2 separate regions of the Danio rerio genome follow, and region 1 is linked to region 2. Evidence: chromatin contacts called from public Hi-C data. All regions are on one chromosome and are shown on one strand. Each heading gives the region's core, a stretch centred on a gene start, on an enhancer-like site or on the middle of the called end of the contact. The rest is flanking DNA. Distances are from core to core; before and after follow the strand shown. Region 1 overlaps nfixb (nuclear factor I/Xb). Region 2 has its middle 20 kb from the start of gadd45gip1.

Region 1 (3,710 bases), core at 393-2,892, 250 kb before region 2:
ATACTGTACATACACACACACACACACACACACACACACACACACACACACACACACACACACACACACACACACACACACACACACACACACACACACACATATATATATATATATATATACATACACATATACATACATACATACATACATACATACACATATACATATACACATATATACAATTGAAGTCAGAAGTGTTACCCTCCTTTAAACTTTTTCCTTTTTTAAAAATTTCCTAAATGATGTTTAACAGAGCAAGGAAATTTTCAAAGTATGTCTGATAATACTGTTTCTTCCGAAGAAAGTATCATTTGTTTTATTTCAGCTAGAATATAAGCAGTTTTACTTTAAAAAACAAAACATTAAGGTCAAAACTATTAGCCCCTTTAAGCTATATATATATATATATTTATTGTCTACAGAACAAACCATCGTTATACAATAACTTGCCTAATTACCCTAACCAGCCTAGTTAACCTAATTAAGTTAAGCTTTTAAATGTCACTTTAAGCTAAAGTGTCTTAAAAAAATCAGTTATTAGAAATGAGTTATTAAAACTATTATGTTTAGAAATGTGTTGAAAAAAAATCTGTACTCTGTTAAACAGAAACTGGGGGAAAAAATGAACAGGGGTGCTATTAATTCTGACTTTAACTGTATATATATATAACTGTATACTAAAACTATATGTATATATATATATATATATATATATATATATATATATATATATATATATATATATATATATATATATATATATATATATATATAGTTTTAGTAGGAGTGTAAAGGGACTGCAGCTGTCAATCTCTGAAACGCACAATATTTAAAATTCAAACATGTCCATGAGATTTGGACACTAATGCTACAGTATATAATAGCTTTAAATGAGAAAAACACTGAATTTAAATCACCATCCCCAACAAATCAAGCCATAAGTCATAATCACAATCCTCTTGCACAAGTTAAAGAGCAGCCGCCTAAATACATAACCTGCTAAACTGCTTATTCACTGCTCAACATATGAAACAAATCACCGCGCTCTCAATAACAAAATCACATCCACTGATATTTAAGTGTCCCTTTAAATCCCTTTACATTAAGCGTTAACATTAATTTCAGTGTGTTCATGGACTTCCACCTGAAATGGAATATTGAGTAGGGGGCGGGGCTTTCTTTTTGTCCATCATTCCCTCATAGCAAACTAATGGTAAGAGTGGTTAAGAAAACAACAAGAAACTGACATCATCAGAGAAGGACCGCCCCTCCAAACAGAGAATCAGATGCTCAGACCTTTTCCCATTGAATTAACTTGCACAGATTAACTGTTCACCAGAAGAATAACGTTAAGAGCTAGCAAAATAAACACTGTGAATAATCATTAAAAATGTCAACCTGTGAAGACAATCCAGACTTACAGTAAGTGAATGCAAGTCACTGCAAATCGAACGTTTTTAAAAACTACGTTAACTTTGTAGGAAAGCACGCTGGGTGGAGGAGACTTGCAGGAGACTCTGAGGAACTCTGGGTGGATGAAGAGAGTGAGAGAGAGAGGGACTGAGGTATAATGCATCTGTTTGGCTGCTCCTCCATCAGAGTCTAGTATTTCACACTACGCCTCTGGGATCTGCTTTTCCAGCCAACGCTTTATGAAAAACAGCTTTGGAAAGCGATAGATAGAGAAAGAGAGAGAGAGACAGATATGGGAGGACAGGGGGCCTGAGACTAAAACAGGAAAAGCAGAGGAGGTGTGAGGGGAAAGTGATGGAGAAAAAGACAAAGTAGGTGGAGGGATGCGACGGCAAGACGGAAAAAGAAAAGCAGATGAAAATGCGGAGCGACGTGTATGTGCGAGATCTGAATGAATGAAATTAAACACCGCTGACAGGCCAGAAAAACTCAGGAGCCTGCATGGTTCATGTACAGGCCCACATGGAGTCGGATAAATTTCCCCTCGTTTTCTGCAGCGATTTTGATAACGAATCTGCAGAATCGAGTGGAATGGAAATGAGAACTGAATGAACTATTTACTGGCTGAAAACATGATTAGATGAGCTAAAATGTTGCATAGTTAGCATTGTTCGCATCATCAAAATCTGAAGCAAGATGATTGGTCATGCACTGCACTTACATTGTAAAATGTTTTTGAATTGTTTTGATATACTTGAATAAATTAATTAATTTCATATTGGTTCTTATGTGTAATTTAACATTAAATGTATTAATAATAATTACAGTACATTATGATGATATATATATATATATATATATATATATATATATATATATATATATTTTTTTTTTTTTTTTAATAATTATTAATAATTTTTTGGGGGGGTTTTCACCTTTAATTGATAGGACAGTTGAGAGTATAGACATGAAAGTATGGGGAGCAGAGAGAGGGAAAGAATTGGCATAGCACCTCAAACTAGGGTCACCATAAACACCAGAGTGCCATGTGTCGACACACTAATCACTACACCATTGGCGCCGACATGATAATATTCAAAATAATTACAATATATTATGATGCTAATATTCATAACTATGCTGTAAAATATTATTTTACAGTATAATTTTATGAATATTATCATAATAACATTTATAATAATTATACTCTATAACAATATATTTGTGATTAATTGTGATAATAATTCATAATAATTGTGATAATATTCATATTAGTAATATTATTTTACAGTACAATTATCAATATTTTAAGATAATATTTATAATAATTATAGAGCAAAATAATATTATTATTTTACTTAAATGCTTTGTGTTGTTTAATATCTGCAACTTATATTTATAATAATAATTTGAATGAATCCAGTTAAAGTGTAAATTAGATAACATTCAATTGCATAATCTAAATTATCGCTTTATTTTACAGGTAAGGATTACAACTGACAATTATTTATGTAATTAATAGTGGTAGTGTAATGATGTGGGGGATATTTTTGTACCAATTGAGCATCGTGTCAACGCCACAGCCTACCTGATTATTGTTGCTGACCATGTCTGTCCCTTTATGACCAGTGTACACATCTTCTGATGGCTACTTCCAGCAGAATATATGTCATAAAGCGTGAATCATCTCAGACTGGTTTCTTGAACATGATAATGAGTTCACTGTACTCAAATGGCCTCCACAGTCACCAGAACTCATTCCAAAAGAGCACCTTTGGGATGTGGTGGAACGGAAGATTCCATCATGGATGTGCAGGGGAAAAATCTGCAGCAACTGCGTGATGCTATCATGTCAATATGGACCAAAATCTCTGAGGAATATTTCCAGTATCTTGTTGAATCTATGCCAATGGCAGTCCGGTATTAGTAAGGTGTACCTAATAAAGTGGCCAGTAAGTGTATAATATAATATAATATAATATAATATAATATAATATAATATAATATAATATAATATAATATAATATAATATAATATAATAAAATATAATATAATTTAATATAATATAATATAATATAATATAATATAATGAAATGTAATGTAATGTAATGTAATGTAATATAATATAATATAATTTGGATTAGAAGCTCTAAAAGCTCCCCAACATATCCTCAAAAAAATAATATTAATCTCTTAATACGTAGTTTATCATTTCCATTGTCATATTTGTTACAATTACTTTCAGAAAACATTCTTGGTGTGAGACCTGGAGCTTTTGAAATAAACTGCAATAA
Region 2 (3,647 bases), core at 930-3,429:
GGCTGGCCATCCAGAGCCATAGATGTATATATCTATGATTAGGAGTTTTCCCAGTGGTCAGTACGCAAATATTTCTTTTAAATTAAATTAAAATTCGCTTCTACTTTGATGGATAAGTGACCGCACAGGCATTGCTGACAAAGAGCATGTGCTTATGTGAATGGAAATGTATTATCCTCCCTACCTATTAAATTTGATCTAATCCGTGTCCTGAAACACAAGCCCTCACCGTCTTTCACTTCTAATTCTAACAGAGGGAGCGATTCGTTTGTGAATGAATCCCAGTTATGAATGACTCCTTCATTTATAGCAGACAATAATACAAGTTTCTAGCAACTAATGTTTAGTGCAAGTTGGTGCTACTTTGCCTTATAGTCAGTGCAGTTAGTGACTGTATTATCATCAATACTTGTTTAGCACAAAATTTCGTAACATACAAAATCATAAAAAACTAAACCTTACGTATGAAATGTTCTGCCTTTGTGCTTTGTTTTATTTGTTTGCTCACTACTGCACCCATACACAGCGCTAAAGTCCAGCATCTTTACATTGGCTTTAGTCTTGACTAGTACTGCTGAATGACATTTGTCCTGGGAGCACTGTACAAATGTGGTGCCGCTATTGACGTATGCTTAAGAGTCTGTGTGTGATATCTAGTGTATATATCAAGGGAGTGTATTCAAGTGAAATATTACTCTTTTAGTAACGAATCTTGTTCGGTATAATTTGTATCTTTATTTTAATTTATTTTTTGTTGGTCAGTTTTCCACAAAATAGTTTAAGTGAAGTGATACGTTTTTCAATATTAAGGGAATTATGAATTCAATTCAAGTAAGCCTATTATAACATATAAAATATAGTATTTCTGTAAATTTTAATTAAATGTAATTTTATTTAATCAACACAACCTCACGGCAATTCGGAACTTTTGGATTTAGTGGCTAATTCTTATGAATTCGCACGATCTGATTCGTACAATTTAGTACGATTTGCTTATGCCCCAATGACGGTTGGGTTTATGGGTGGGGTTAGGTGCCACGCCTCCTTTTTAAAATCGTACAATTTCATACGAATTAGCCACTAAACTGGCAAAACATAAAATACTTTTGTTTATTTTGTGAGATCAGGCTGGCGCAATCCTACTTAGTATAGTGATACTTCAGCTGGTATAGTATCGTAACGTGAATTATTGGTATCGCCACAACCCTCATAGCAATTTAATTAGGTGTACATTCATGTAAGTTCATTTAAATTACCTTTACATCCTTTGCAACACAGTAAATTCCTTTATTCTTCTCATTTTCTTATTATTATTACTACGCAAAGAAACAAAACAAAAAACAAGCAAACAAAAAAAACATACTTTTTTTAGGGTACAAGGAACAGCAAGTCCTCAGATTTCCTTTTCTTTCCATTTTTTTTCCAAGTCTTTTTTCTTTGTACCATTATTTATAACCCTTCAGAGATCTAAAACACACAAGTAGAAAAAAAAGAAGCTCCTAATAATTCAACACAACGCTCAGGCCGTCGTCAGCCTGTCCCGAACTGAACCCTAAACCGTCTGCCCACCATGCGCTCCACAAATCAGCGTATGGAGCCGCACACTCCGGGCCCCAGCCAACACACTGCACGGCGCCGTGGGACCTCAACCCAAACACAGGAAACCGAGAAGACCCACGTTTTATGTCCCATACCTTTTCTTTGAGCTCTGTCCAACAGGCACAATAGTCTACCGCGAAGAAAAAAAAAGCCCACCTCTATTTTCTACTGGGGAATTGAGCATAAAGCAGCCTAGCCTACGCATTCCAGAGCCGTGAGTTCAGCATGAAGTCTGAAGCTGAAAATATTTTTCCTCAAAACAACCATTTTCCGGGCAAAGTTTCGAATGAAAATGTTTTCATTTAAATGAGCCGCTGTTTTATGCAAACTCGCCTAACGTGAGGTGACAGGCCTCATTTAGTGGATGGCGCCCGCGTTTATGAGCCTCATTATGTGAACCTGCGCGGCGAACGCTGCCAACTAATGAGCTCATTTAGATTAAGGTGGGCTCTCGACTTGGGGGTGGGAAAACAAACACGCAGGTGACAAATTGTGCGAGGGGAACTGAATCTTTTATCACCGCAGAAACGCAAGCTTATGTCTTGAGCGATTCCCTTTCTTCTTGGCGACGGATGGCGCAGGCTAAAGGATCAGATGCCAAGTAGTGGAGCGCTGACCAGCGGGGTTTCAGGAGAATGTAAAGGAGCGACTGCCGCTTCGCAGGTGTTCCTTTTAAAAAGCGATGGTGCCAAGCAATTTTGGCGCAGCTTGTTGAGATCTTGGTGCCGATGCTTTTAGTTTGTTTGTCTTCTCTTTTCAGAGCTTTACTCTTTCTGATTTAGGCCTCTTCCCCCCCACCCTAGTCGTCTATTAGCCAACAAAACAGACGTGCTCGCCCCCTTTTCTTCCTTTCTCTTTCAGATTTCTGTTTTCGGAGCTCTTCGGAATTTTAAAATGTCACTTCCTCAGAGTGGCTGCTTGAGTCCCTTGGAATCTCACAGCTAATTAACATATTGAACGTCATGAGAGTCATCATTAGTTTTAATCTGCGTTTTACCCATTGTGATGCAAAAATAACATACATTAAAGAGAAAAATGCATTTTTTCTTGATGCAAAGATTAATATTGATTTGAATCATAAAATTTTAACTGATTACATTGGGATATGGTTTTTATGAGTTTCTTCAAAGCAAATTCTTTAAAAAAACTATTGAACAATGTCAAGGCTCTATATTAAGAATGTCATCATTTTACATCTCAATTCAATATTTTATGGATGATTAAAGGTATTTAAATACAACAAAATTACTGAGAAATTATATATATATATATATATATATATATATATATATATATATATATATATATATATATATATATATATATATATATATATATATATATATATATATAACATTTAATGCCATTGCTTCAAGAGTTTTACTTTTTCTCCACTGATTAAAGATCTTGTTTTATGCCTTAATTTGTGGAACTTGGAGATTTTTTTAAAGATCTGCAAGACTGTTGCTTACACAGTTCATCAGCCATTTTACTGTAACATACTAAACAATAAATTTAATTCACTAAATGTGTCAGGAAAGTAAATACATTGCTCAGTATATACTGTATAAATCCACCCCTCACAAATATTTTTATGAAGCTTGACAATATTATATTATCTAACAAAATAACTTACAATAACTGTCCAAAAACTAGTACACCCAAATGTATATGATATAGAAAAATATTAAATACAAATTTTTAACAAATAGGAAAAATCAAAAGAAGGAACAGTTTACAAATTTTGTAGGTTGTAATTTTTTTTTTTTTTTTTGCAATATTTTGCTTGAATTTAATTGTATTATCTTTCAATTTCTAAATTGTTTAATATTTCTGTAATTATTTCTATTAGTTTTGTTGAATGCACCAAAATACAACTAAACTCACTGAGAAATATTCACTTTCAAAATGGGGTGAATATTATATTCTGTCATGCTGAGCACTGTATGTAAAAATTATTTTAACAACCCTCAACATTCTAGCAACAGCACAGTTTCAGAAAACACTTCAGTTACTCCTATGGCAACATTTTAAAATGCACCTTATGA

The links. Hi-C and Micro-C count contacts between places; a contact is called where the count stands out from the background.
Region 1: a Hi-C map of an unstated tissue shows a contact between it and region 2, with 2.9 times the contacts expected there. The contact joins two enhancer-like sites. A contact is called at or near these places in 2 of 18 Hi-C or Micro-C datasets (caudal fin and an unstated tissue) and 1 of 4 datasets of contacts at active chromatin or transcription factors (caudal fin).

What each region holds. Positions count from the first base shown.
Region 1 is chr3:13,624,238-13,627,947 of GRCz12tu, reverse strand. The region is part of intron 3 of nfixb (nuclear factor I/Xb); the gene reads right to left. Among named protein-coding and RNA genes, the nearest start is that of nme4, 100 kb to the left of the region's middle. Within about 2 kb of position 1,642, at least 8 of the 62 cell types and tissues checked have an H3K27ac peak or open chromatin away from gene starts, as enhancers often do.
Region 2 is chr3:13,370,618-13,374,264 of GRCz12tu, reverse strand. No RefSeq gene overlaps it. Among named protein-coding and RNA genes, the nearest start is that of gadd45gip1, 20 kb to the right of the region's middle. Within about 2 kb of position 2,179, at least 4 of the 62 cell types and tissues checked have an H3K27ac peak or open chromatin away from gene starts, as enhancers often do.